2 separate regions of the Bombyx mori genome follow, and region 2 is linked to region 1. Evidence: chromatin contacts called from public Hi-C data. All regions are on one chromosome and are shown on one strand. Each heading gives the region's core, a stretch centred on a gene start, on an enhancer-like site or on the middle of the called end of the contact. The rest is flanking DNA. Distances are from core to core; before and after follow the strand shown. Region 1 overlaps LOC119629108 (a long non-coding RNA gene). Region 2 has its middle 7.0 kb from the start of LOC134199696.

Region 1 (6,099 bases), core at 1,635-4,134:
TTTTCTTTCAAATCTGTAATGACTACAAATAATAACTTTATAGTTATAGTTTTTTTTTTACTTTCACTAAATATTGCTTTACTCGAATTTAAAACCTAAAAACTATTGTAGCTAGCTAAAAACCTCCGCAAAAATCTCTCGCACGTTCATGAACTTAATTAACTGCTAAGACTTCAGCATAATAATATAATACAATAAAATATAATAAATAACGTGGACTCCGTAATTAGCTAAACACAATATTTTTTCACAAACAAAGGCCCGTGAATCGACGGAACATTAGCGGCGTCGGAACGGAGCCAAACGATAATTCTCACAGACTGTGTGAGCCGCCGCTGGGAAATAGAGACCTAATTTTTCAATAAGAAATAAATATAGCTAATTGTTCTTAATATTTGTTTTGTTTTGCAAACATTAAAGATTAAAGTTTTACGTGTTTACCTTTCCAGGTTGTTTGGGGCCGAGCAATCTGTAACATAATCGCCTGGTACATCAACGGAGTCGATAGCCGCTTAACCCAAACTCGTAATCATCATCACCTAGGTACGTATGATCCAAATATCACTCAAGTCTCATACAGATGTTTCCGGTCTCAATGAGTGTATAGACCAATAGAATTAAGTTATGTTTTAGGTATTGTGTCCGCGCTGCACGCAATCTAATAGGATTAAAATGAGCAGAGGCGCCGGGTCCATGAACTTTCGCGGTCCGCCGGTCGGCTTTGCTTTAGAATGCGGGTTCACAATTAACAAAAATACAAGCAATTGCGCTTAGCTCAGCAAGTGTTCGCTAAGCGTTTGAAATTCGACCGTAATGCCTGACATTTCGTGATTTCGATTCGTTTTATATACAACGTGTTCTCTTTTCTTTTCTCTTGTTTTTTTTTTCTTTTAGATGTGCGAATATAAATTAACTCGCCAAAAAGATTTTATTTATGAAACTAAAGCTCGAACTTTTTTGTGTATATACATATGCATATTATATAGTTTTTTTTTCCTATGCTGATAGCCTTTTTTTATTGCTTAGATGGGTGGACGAGCTCACAGCCCACCTGGTGTTAAGTGGTTACTGGATCCCATAGACATCTACAACGTAAATGCGCCACCCACCTTGAGATATAAGTTCTAAGGTCTCAGTATAGTTACAACGGCTACCCCACCCTTCAAACCGAAACGCATTACTGCTTCACGGCAGAAATAGGCAGGGCGGTGGTACCTACCCGTGCGGACTCACACAATAGGTCCTACCACCAGTGATTACGCAAATTATAATTTTGCGGGTTTGATTTTTATTACACGATGTTATTCCTTCACCGTGGAAGTCAATCGTGAACACTTGTTAAGTACGTATTTCATTCGAAAAATTGGTACCCGCCTGCGGGATTCGAACACCGGTGCATCGCAACAACGAATGCACCGGACGTCTTATCCTTTAGGCCACGACGACTTCAAACGAGTTCGACTTGAGAGGCTATATCAGCTTCTTCTTGACGTGTAGGCGAGCTCACGGGGCTCAAACCGAGAAACCGAGAGTGTTGCTAACACTGGCCCTAGCAAGAGCAGTGCTTCGCAGAATCTACCACCGGATCGGAAACGCGACCCACTGAGAAGATACGACGAGAAACTCAGTGGGCATAGATTTTCTGTTTGTGTTAATGTACTTATTGCTGTCAATTTCTGCCGTCATGCACTCATATTATTAGGTAGTAAATAGTATTAAGCATAGCCGATACACAATTCAACTGAGACTTCAATCTAATGATGTCTGGGGCTTGGTGGCGGTGCCTAGGGGCTCCGAAAAGCATTAATTCCAGATGGGCCGTCTGCTCGTGTGCCCATAAAAAAATACTTTATCTTTATTTTCCCGGCTTTCGGAATTACCATACTCCCCAATAATTTCACACAATACTTTTTAATTTGTAGTCTGTTCAAAATTGAATGTTTGCAGTAGGCAGCGGCTTGGCTCTGCTCCTGGCATTGCTGAAGTCCATGGGCGACGGTAACCACTTACCATCACGTGGGCCATACGCTCGTCTGCCTACAAAGGCAATAAAATAATAATAATAATAATTTTTATCCCAACTTGTCGCCCTCGTTTTAGTTTTCATTAGATACGTCTTGGAAAAAAAATATGACTAAATCCAAAACAATAATGATAGCACTAAAGCTTGTCAGTACCTACAAAATAAAACAAGATAAAGAAAATCAGTTCACAAAAAAGAAACGAAAATATTGTACCCAACTTTTTTGTCTTCTTCTATCTGTGTGGATATACCTATTATTGAAAATAACTGTTAAATCCATTGAGGTCATTACAATACTAGGAAATATTTTTCAGTTATTTTGGAGTATGCAAGGTTCACGAGCCCTTATTGAGGGCGAAGGGAAGTTATAAATCTGTCGCGAACAATAGTGCGATAAGGAGCAAGTAGCGGCCGCCTTCCTTCCCCGCTTTCCTTTCTAGTGTGTGATCAGCCTAACACACGCCTGCAGACGCAACAGGAAATAATCTAACAAAAGTAATCGCACGTATATTTTCTAACTACCTACATTTTTTGTTTTAAAATTATAATAAACACAAGTGATCTACTTAAATAGATTAATACAAAAAAAAAAAAAACAAAAAAAAATAACGTACACAATCTTTCCCAGGTTCGAATTGTATGTAGATTTTTAGTTGGAAATAGGTGAACAGTATTAGCTGATCTAGTCGCGGTAACCACGTGGTTTCGGCGAGAGTCGCGCCTCGTACATCTATAACAGGTAACTTGTTTACAATACAAAAAAAAAGTGTATTATTATAGCGCGTAGGTACGTACATGCGTCGAGTGTACACTGTACAGCGTACGACCAAACAAAGCACTGTATCCATCGAGTGTTATCGCACGTCGCCGAGCTACCGGCGGACCTACTTACTCGGGCGTCGGCCGCGGCGGCGTCGACCAAACGCCCCCATACGCTTCGACACTAATTTCTGTTGATAGGTCGCTCAGTGATAGTGCCAGAGGTGAGTGAAAATGTGAAGCTGGCCTAGCGCGAACCTTATCGGTCATTAACCTTCGCACCTAAACCGAGCCTCACATCTCGCTCGAAGCGCGTTTACAAATACGAATTTTCAGGGACTATCACGCGTGTACATACACACGTATTTCATTGAAATATTTACATACCAACTTCCGCGCGTTGAAACATCAGCTTGACCGATATTCATGGAGGTCGCCCGCGTATCCCGAACGCTTTAATGATTAATTCATGTCCGGAATATTTGTTTGTACAATACGAATCTTTTATTTGTTCTTCACGTCCTGCCCGCGAAACCCGGTTTGTAATATCGCCGCGGACGCCGCTTCTGTGCTATTTAATGGTGGGACATCGCGGATAGTAGGTCACGAGAGCGTGCTGGACGTCAGGTAGGCGCCACTGAGGCCTTGACCCCTTTACGGGCGGCGGCGGCGGCGGCGGCGGCGGCTCGCACACAATGAACTATTCGGTAACATCGAACCTACCGTCGTCCGTCGCCGCCTCCCTGCACTCTCGCAACTGGGACACGTCGCACTAATCGCTCTCATCACTCTGTAAGCACTCAAACACGTCATATTTCGAATGACAGCAAACATTTAATCGGCCTACTTCATTTTCGTTTCGCTTTTTTCGAATCACGCATATCTGATCGCTCGTAGACAATGTAAAAATTCGGAAACGCCTATACTATATATACGATGCAGTTTATCTTTAAAATCGAACAATACAAGAGTAAGTTTGTACAGATAATGAAAACAATAGTGGCGGTAAGTCGGTCACGATGGCTGGTAATTAGACACAAATGTGCGAGACGCGGCGCTAACAGAATTTGGGGGGCGGTGCGGGTCGCGGCCTCGCTCGCTTGAATAATACATGTCGCGGCTCGGCGCCACCGCCGCCGCACCGCGCCGCGTCTGCGAACAGTGTGCTTAGTGCGAGGTTTTTAACGTTCTCGATAGCGTAAAAGTTAACTCAAATCTGCAGGCATATGCAGTTAGAACAACGCCCCTAGCCCAAACGTTGGTAAACGTTCCAACTCCATACAAATTTGAGTTAACTTTTACGCTATCGAGAACGTTAAAAAACTCGCACTAAGCATACAGGGCACCCTGCGCGTCCTCGCCCGCACCACTAACACACAGCACCTTTATCTGTTACCTTTTGGCCCTTATCACAGAACGCATGCCTGCATTTATTTTAGCTCATGCATACGTCTATTCAAAATCTTGAAATCACAATTAAAGACCTATCCTATTATTAGTGGGTTTAAGTTAGAAAATGGGACAACATTACTGCTTGCCTTTAAAGAAATTCAAGATCGGTTGAATCACTCACTAGCGTCAGGTGAAATTTTACGATCGAACTTTTACTAACATAATGCATTCTTCGTCTCTAAAAATTACGAAACTTGCACTAATTGTAACAAAATAAAGAGCATGCTCAATGTAAATTCTTACAAACGACACCGAGTCCGGTTATTTGATCGCCGGCATTCGTATTTTGTGTAAATAAAATTCATACGCAATATCGTCGAGAATGTGAAATGTCTGCAACATATTATGCATGTGTTGTGAAAGTATTATGTTTGTGCACATTTTTCTTTATGGATAAAGATAATATTGCAAACGTCTCGTTTATTAATGTTTGTGTTCTGCGTCTGTTGCTTTATTGTTGCGCAACGTTTCGCGTCGGGTTCTCTCGATTCTGAAGTCGACAAGCGATTCGATGCGTATAGCGGAAGAACAGAGCGGGGCGGGCGGGTAACGGAATTCTCATCGAAAGTATTTTAATGAAGTTGAGATTTAATCTGCGCGTTTGTACGTGTGCGTCTGCGTGTCCGTGTGTGTGTGTTTTAATGATCTCGATTTCGTAGCGGTGCCGTAGCGGGCTCGTAGCGCATTGCACCGGACTGCAACGCCGACCACGACCGAGCGCACATTCGACATCACCGAAACATGTCATATTTACATCGAATGCGCGGTCGTGATAAACAGTTTAAAAATGTAAATCGTTCGACTTAATTAGGGTTTATTAAAATGCGAGACGCGCCGCTTAACGCACGTAGGGGCTATTAGCTCTGAACAAGTCTTGTCGTCGCCGCTCCGGACCATACGCGACACATATTAAACCGTCGCCATTCGCGACACTTCCCGGTGTAAAGGCATACGATTAACGATTAAGGACGCCTTGTTGGTTCAGTTGTTGGTGACGTTCTTAGCCCAGGACCCGATTCCGATTGCCGATCGGAGTCTGTATACTGTCGGAATACTGTGGGTACAATAAGACAATATATTCGCTTATGATACTTATTTGGTACTCGATGTCGGAGTGTTTGTTTTCGCGTCCCTTACGTGTTTCCGGGAACCATACCGGTTTGGGATGTCAGAAGTTCCAAAAAGTGTTGATATATTTCGCTAATATCGATTTTGATATTTTCAATAAAAATATCGATGCAACAGTGCGGAAGAGAATATTGGCCCTCTAAAAATTGGATGTATACTTTAAAGATTAGACTAATCTATCTCAATCTTTTAGCATAACTAAATAAAAATAACAATCAACAAGACATTCATTTCAATAAATCATAGATTAATTATTTGAAATAATGTACAGTGGGAAAGAACATAAATATTAGTTTGTTCTGAAAAAATATCGATTATTTTTCGATACTTGAAATTTTGAAATTGATAAGTCAAGAAAAAACATACCTACCTACTAGAAAATCCTAGTTTGGGATCATCGAATGTAAAATCATTTTTAGTGTTTCAAATTAGCGGGCAACGTCTTCAAATTGTGCTATTATGATGTTTGAATAAAGACGACCCAAATATGTGTTTTGCCAGAACGAGTTGAATATTTATTAAGGCGCGCAAGTAATAATTGAATACACAAGGTGTAATTAGTTTCAGAAGGTTCGAGCTGCGTGCGCACCTGCTGTATTTCGGTAATTGCTCTGAAGATTTTATCGCGGCTTCGTTATTAATTACGAGTTACGAAGGCGCGCATTTATTGACCCTATCTCCGGTGGGCCCTTGCCCTTTCTTCACCGACTAATTCGTTAATAAGCGAGGTGTGCTTC
Region 2 (5,691 bases), core at 442-2,941, 75 kb before region 1:
GCCAATTAGGATGACATCTGTAGCCAAACTAGCTTTGAAAATATAAGAAATTCGAGCCATACTTTTACAGTACATAATTTTCTGTCAATATTAACCCTCTTTATAATAATATACATATTTGATTCTCTAGAGCCTATCCGCAAATCATAGCGGATGCCGATCTTGAGGCGAATCAGAACTGGTGAAACGGTACTACCTTCCTATTTCTAACATCTCAATATGCATCGCCGTTGTGAAGAACCCACGTAGAAGCACTTTCAATAGGCACCTAGAGCTCTAATAGGTCATTGATGTCTGGATTAAGCTCTTGAATTAACATTCCGCCCTCTAATCCTTATGAACGAATTCCCTCGTCAAATCGTGCGTTTCTCATCTAGCCCGGACCTAGAAAAATCAGAAATGTGTACGTCAATCAAACCCATAAATGTTAGGTTCACGCCACTGTGTGAGAACAATAACAATTGAGTCAAATACAGAGGGATCCTATAATAGAACTTCAAGTTACTGCTGAAAAATGTTACTTTTCTTGTTAATTATAACGTTAATTGTGATACTCGGGACTTATAGTATTCATTGTTAATAAGCAAACGTTTAACCGCTTTGTAGGGACTTGCAGGTTCGGTTCCCGCTAGGAGTTTGTTTTTGTTTGCGTATCATTGTTGAAGTCATTTAATATCAGAGCAGTGCGTTTTTTTTTTTTTTTTTATTGCTTAGATGGGTGGACGAGCTGACAGCCCACCTGGTGTTAAGTGGTTACTGGAGCCCATAGACATCTACAACGTAAATACGCCACCCACCTTGAGATATAAGTTGTAAGGTCTCAGTATAGTTACTGAGTTACTGAGTATAATCCTTATACTCAATAGTGCGTGTTCATACATCACAACGAATTAGCCAAAACAAACATTAATTATGTAAACGTAAATAGCTTCCTGAAGTCCTATTAGAACAGTGCGGGTACCGGTTAGAAAAATCTTTGAAAGGACGGCGCTATTAGGTCGTTGACCCGCGTGCAGCGCGCGCACCCAAACAGCCGAATTCTTGCGCGTACGCAGCTCCTCTCTCCGCCGCCGCCGATAAAACCCTCTGAATGGAATCTGAAGCATGCCTACATGTGGCGTCATCGCCTTGTCGCCGGCACGCGCGCCCTCGCCGCTTTGTTTTGGTATATGACATCTTTACTTGCACTATCGCTATGCAATATAGTAAAGTCCCTACACAGCTATAAAAAAACCGCCAACTCTAATGTTTCATTCGAATTTTTGTAATCAATATAAAACTTCTTGTTTTTACTAGATTAATAGAATAGGTTTTTTTAATATTTAACAAATTTTAAGTAGGTAAGAATATTTTATATTGAATTAAAATGTAAATCACATTAGTGTTAGACGATAGGTACAGCAAAGTAATTAATATAACTTTAGATGCCTTCGAATTGGTTCTAAAGGTTACGTATAGTTTTGTTAAAAGCTAATTCTAACTTGAATAGGCCAGCGGGTTAAAGTCACGGCTTTATTATGACACAAACGGGACAAAATCAGTTGCGATGTTATCTATTGTTCGGTGTGATCCGGCGCAGAGATCGCCGAGAGAGCGCGGGGTTGTTCGATGCACGCGTAGTGTGCACGGTGTCAGGACGCCGCGGCCGTGCCGTTTCCATTCATTGTAGTGCAGTTGAGAATGTATAGGGGCCCGGGCGCGGTCAGAGGGCGCGGTGGTGCTGCAGTCCGCGTCGTGCGCCCGCGCCCCGCGCACGCTGCACGCTGCACCTCCGCCGTATGCACCGCGGCCCGCAACGTGCGCACACACTCGTAACGATCTCGTTCTCACGTTTCGTACCATGCATAACAGCGTACGTGCGCTTGAGATAAGATTTAGCGCGACCTCACGGCCACCAGGAGCGCGCCGCCCCGCACCACCGGTACCAGTGCACTCGACGAGCGATTTACTCTCGTGCTTTTGCTTGCACACCGTCGCGCCGCCGACGGACGCACGGACACGTAAGTTATGCATGTGATACCGCGTGCCTTGTATGCATTTTACACGGTACGACGACTCGACGAGCGGCTGGTTTGTTTGTTTACATACCTATTGCACAACGTCGCACCCAGTCAGCCAGTCACTAAGTACTTCGCTTTGTTATGATTCCATATAAACAATTTATATTACAAAACGTCGTATTCAATATTTTTGATATTCATAACGAGCGATGTTGTATTTTGCTATTGATTACACAGTTTCGGTTCGTACAACCGATTAAACCGTTAAAATGCACGTGCAGTTGGAGCAGGAGGAATTTTGAGCCTTGTCGCTTGATGGGAAAGACTATAATGGATCGTGCGCCTGTAAATGGAGCTAATCGCAATCATTCTTGTTGCACGCTCGAGGGCGCCCGTGGACTGAGGCCGGAGGGTAGCTGGATGTTCACACACCTGCTGCTCTACATATTTTAGTCGAACGACTTTTAAATTTCTAATACCTAGAACATCTTAAGCACAAACGCTCTTAAGCAAGATGTGTTCACACCCAAAAGGGTGAATTCTACAATGTATTAATTTTATGTAAATAAGTTCAATGTTTATGTGTGCAGATTTTATCGAGTTGTGTGAACCTAATAAAAATAAAAAAAACTAGTTGTAAACAAGAACAGATTAATAGAATATGAAAATACGTCTTAGTCGCATTCGGTACTGCATTTCTCTCCTAAACACATTTCTATGATGTAAGTATTTTAAATAAAATGTTATTTGCCGTTAAGACTTAAGTCTCCGTTTTAAAAACCTATTTGGGATAAGGTCATGTAAAAATTTTATGCAGTAATGCTGGAATTTCGATTGATGTATGTTTGTATTTCCGGAGACAGAGGAGTTTACCGCTCACTTGGCAGGATGGTGGTGCGTATGCATAATCGATACGCCTTAACCAACACCACATGAAGCGAATGAACGCATAAGAATCTACATTATTTATATTACTACGAGTAAAGAAACGACGAAGGGCTCGACGAGCGAACTAACTCATAGACACAGCCCACTGAGTTTCTCGCCGGATCTTCTCAGCGGGTCGCGTTTCCGATCCGGTGGTAGGTTCTGCCGAACGCGGCTCTTGCTAGGGTCAGTGTTAGCATCACTCCGGTTTGAGCCCCGTGAGCTCACCTACTAGTTAAGGTTACGCTGAAATAGCCTCTCATGTCTATCAGCTTGGATAAAAAAAAGGAACTATGAACTAAATTTTACAGAGTAGTGGGTATTTTCCAGGTTTGATTCGACTAAAGTTCATTAGAATATTCCGAACCCTTTTTTATTTTATTTTTTCTTAGATGAGTAGGTGGGCGAGCTCACAGCCCACCTGGTGTTAAGTGGTTACTAGAGCACATAGACATCTACAACATGAATGCGCCAACCACCTTAGGATATAAGTTCTAAGGTCTCAAGTATAGTTACAACGGCTGCTCCACCCTTCAAAGCGAAAAGCATTATTGCTTCACGGCAGAAATAGGCAGGGTGGCGGTACCTACCCGTGCGGACTCACAAGAGGTCCTACCACCAGTGATCACGCAAATTATAATTTTGCAGGTTTGATCTTTATTACACGATATTATTCCTTCACCGTGAAAGTCAATCGTGAACATTTGTTGAGTACGTATTTTATTAGAAAAATTGGTACCTGTGTGAGATTCGAACACCGATGCATCGCTACACTCGACTGCACCAAACGTCTTATCCTTTCGGCCACGACGACATCAAAAGTTTTTTTTTCTTTCAAATCCTTGGAAGGAAGACGAGACGAGCTTACAACCTCATAAGCCAACCACAACAGTGACACAGAAAGTTTGGTAGTCCAAGCCGAGGCTACAGAACACGCAATACAACAATATATCATAAGTACCTACACACCTTAAAATTACCCGAATATATTGATGTCAATGAATGCTGTTAAAACACTGACATTTTGCATAAAGAACGATTCCTCCAAATCATTCTAATTTTAAATAACATGACTCTAGTACATGTCGACGGATACTTATCGGAAAGCATCGTTGCTTTTTTTTTTTCAGAACCAGAACGACTTTTCATTATTTTTGTGACCATCAATAAATTCTTGACTTTCTTCAATTAGAAACTGAGTTCGGTATTTATTACGCCGCCGCTAATCTGACAATGCGCTAATTATCAGACGTAATGAAAGTTATGGTGTTCAAAGGACGGTATTATGAAGTATTTCATTGGTATCACATCACACCACAGCTCCGTATTCTGAGGCTACTTATTTCGACATTTCGACAAAGTCACAGTACTTTCATGTCGGCTTATGTATATTTTGACGTCTAATTTCAAGCAAACTTGACAATCGGGGCCTCCGACCAGACTCCGCGCTAAAAACTATTAAAGGTGATAATGAGATACGCAACAGATAAGCGTGTTGGTTTTCGTGACAACGCAAGTTCTCTAGCCCTTGTCGTTCAAGACATTGAATTCAAAGTCGCTTGGCTGAAACGTTTGGCCGACCGAACGACACAGCGGATAGTGTACCTTGATCAATTTGCAACGACAATGCAATCGTTGGGGCAACTACAATCTTGTACAAAACGAATTTGGTTTCTATGGGATGTGTTTATGCATTGCGAAAAAATTACTAATGCAACTAGTTGATTTTGTTCGGATTTTTTCCGAAGATCCACAATAGCGGCTGCTTTTCGAATATAGTGTAGTTTTTTTTCTTTCTCCCTACCTATGCTGATAGCCTTGAGAGGCCATTTCAGCTTCTCCCTGACGTGTAGGTGAACTCACGGGGTTCTAACCGAGAGTGTTGCTAACACAGGCCATAGCAAGAGCAGTGCTTTGCAGAATCTACCACCGGATCGGAAACGCGACCCACTGAGAAGATCCAGCGAGAAACACAGTGGGCTGTGTCTATGGGCTAATTCGCTCGTCGAGCCCTTCGTCGCAAGCGACGGGTTCGACGAGGACGGTGACCGGTGCTTAAGGTACCTAAAAGCACCGTTAATGGATCTGGAGGATCTGTAAGGACGTGTAAAGGGTACGTCGACTGTTTACCATTCGGTCTGCAGGATCTGGTATGATAGTGTAGTCTCATGCATTGTTTTCCAATATAAAATAATAATCGTCCATCTTACAGATTGATTTGCGATAAAAACGTAAATACTGTACGGAATACACAAAACAGAAAGCTGGACGCTGAAGTAAGTTCAGTGGCGCTTTCAAAGTTTACGCCTTGGTCAAAATAATAGTTAATACTACGCTTGGTCTCATAAATTATCTACAAGTACTTTTTTAATAAAATTATCCTTCTTACTTATAGTTCTTATTAAAAATTAAAAATAAAATATATATGTGGTTTATTAACAGTCAACTCTCTAAAAGGATTCGTATAGCAGATGAAAAAGTACCCACATAATTCAAATAATAATCAAATCAACTACTAAATATTTTCACACAGAAAAAAATACCAGGTATACTAATGACCTGCCTAATGATGAATGGTCAACGATGCTCAAAGACATCAGCAATGATAGGGATATGGGTAAGCACCCTACAACCCAAGAGACTTTCAAAGCACGTTTGAAGAAAGATATGTCATAACAGTCAGAAGCACCGGAAAAATGTGGCAACGATATGGTGAAATTCTGTGGCTCCAGGTACTATGAATATACTGCTTCATCTTTGGGTG

The links. A called contact is a pair of places that touch in the nucleus more often than the background predicts.
Region 2: a contact with region 1 is called in a Hi-C map of whole pupa, with 2.9 times the contacts expected there. The contact joins two enhancer-like sites. A contact is called at or near these places in 3 of 7 Hi-C or Micro-C datasets (all in whole pupa).

The regions. Positions count from the first base shown.
Region 1 is chr11:11,258,871-11,264,969 of ASM3026992v2, reverse strand. LOC119629108 (a long non-coding RNA gene) reads left to right here. Exons shown (of 3, transcript XR_005245194.2): 2 at 450-543. Among protein-coding and RNA genes, the nearest start is that of LOC119629108, 5.9 kb to the left of the region's middle. Within about 2 kb of position 2,884, at least 4 of the 8 cell types and tissues checked have open chromatin away from gene starts, as enhancers often do.
Region 2 is chr11:11,333,496-11,339,186 of ASM3026992v2, reverse strand. No RefSeq gene overlaps it. Among protein-coding and RNA genes, the nearest start is that of LOC134199696, 7.0 kb to the left of the region's middle. Within about 2 kb of position 1,691, at least 8 of the 8 cell types and tissues checked have open chromatin away from gene starts, as enhancers often do.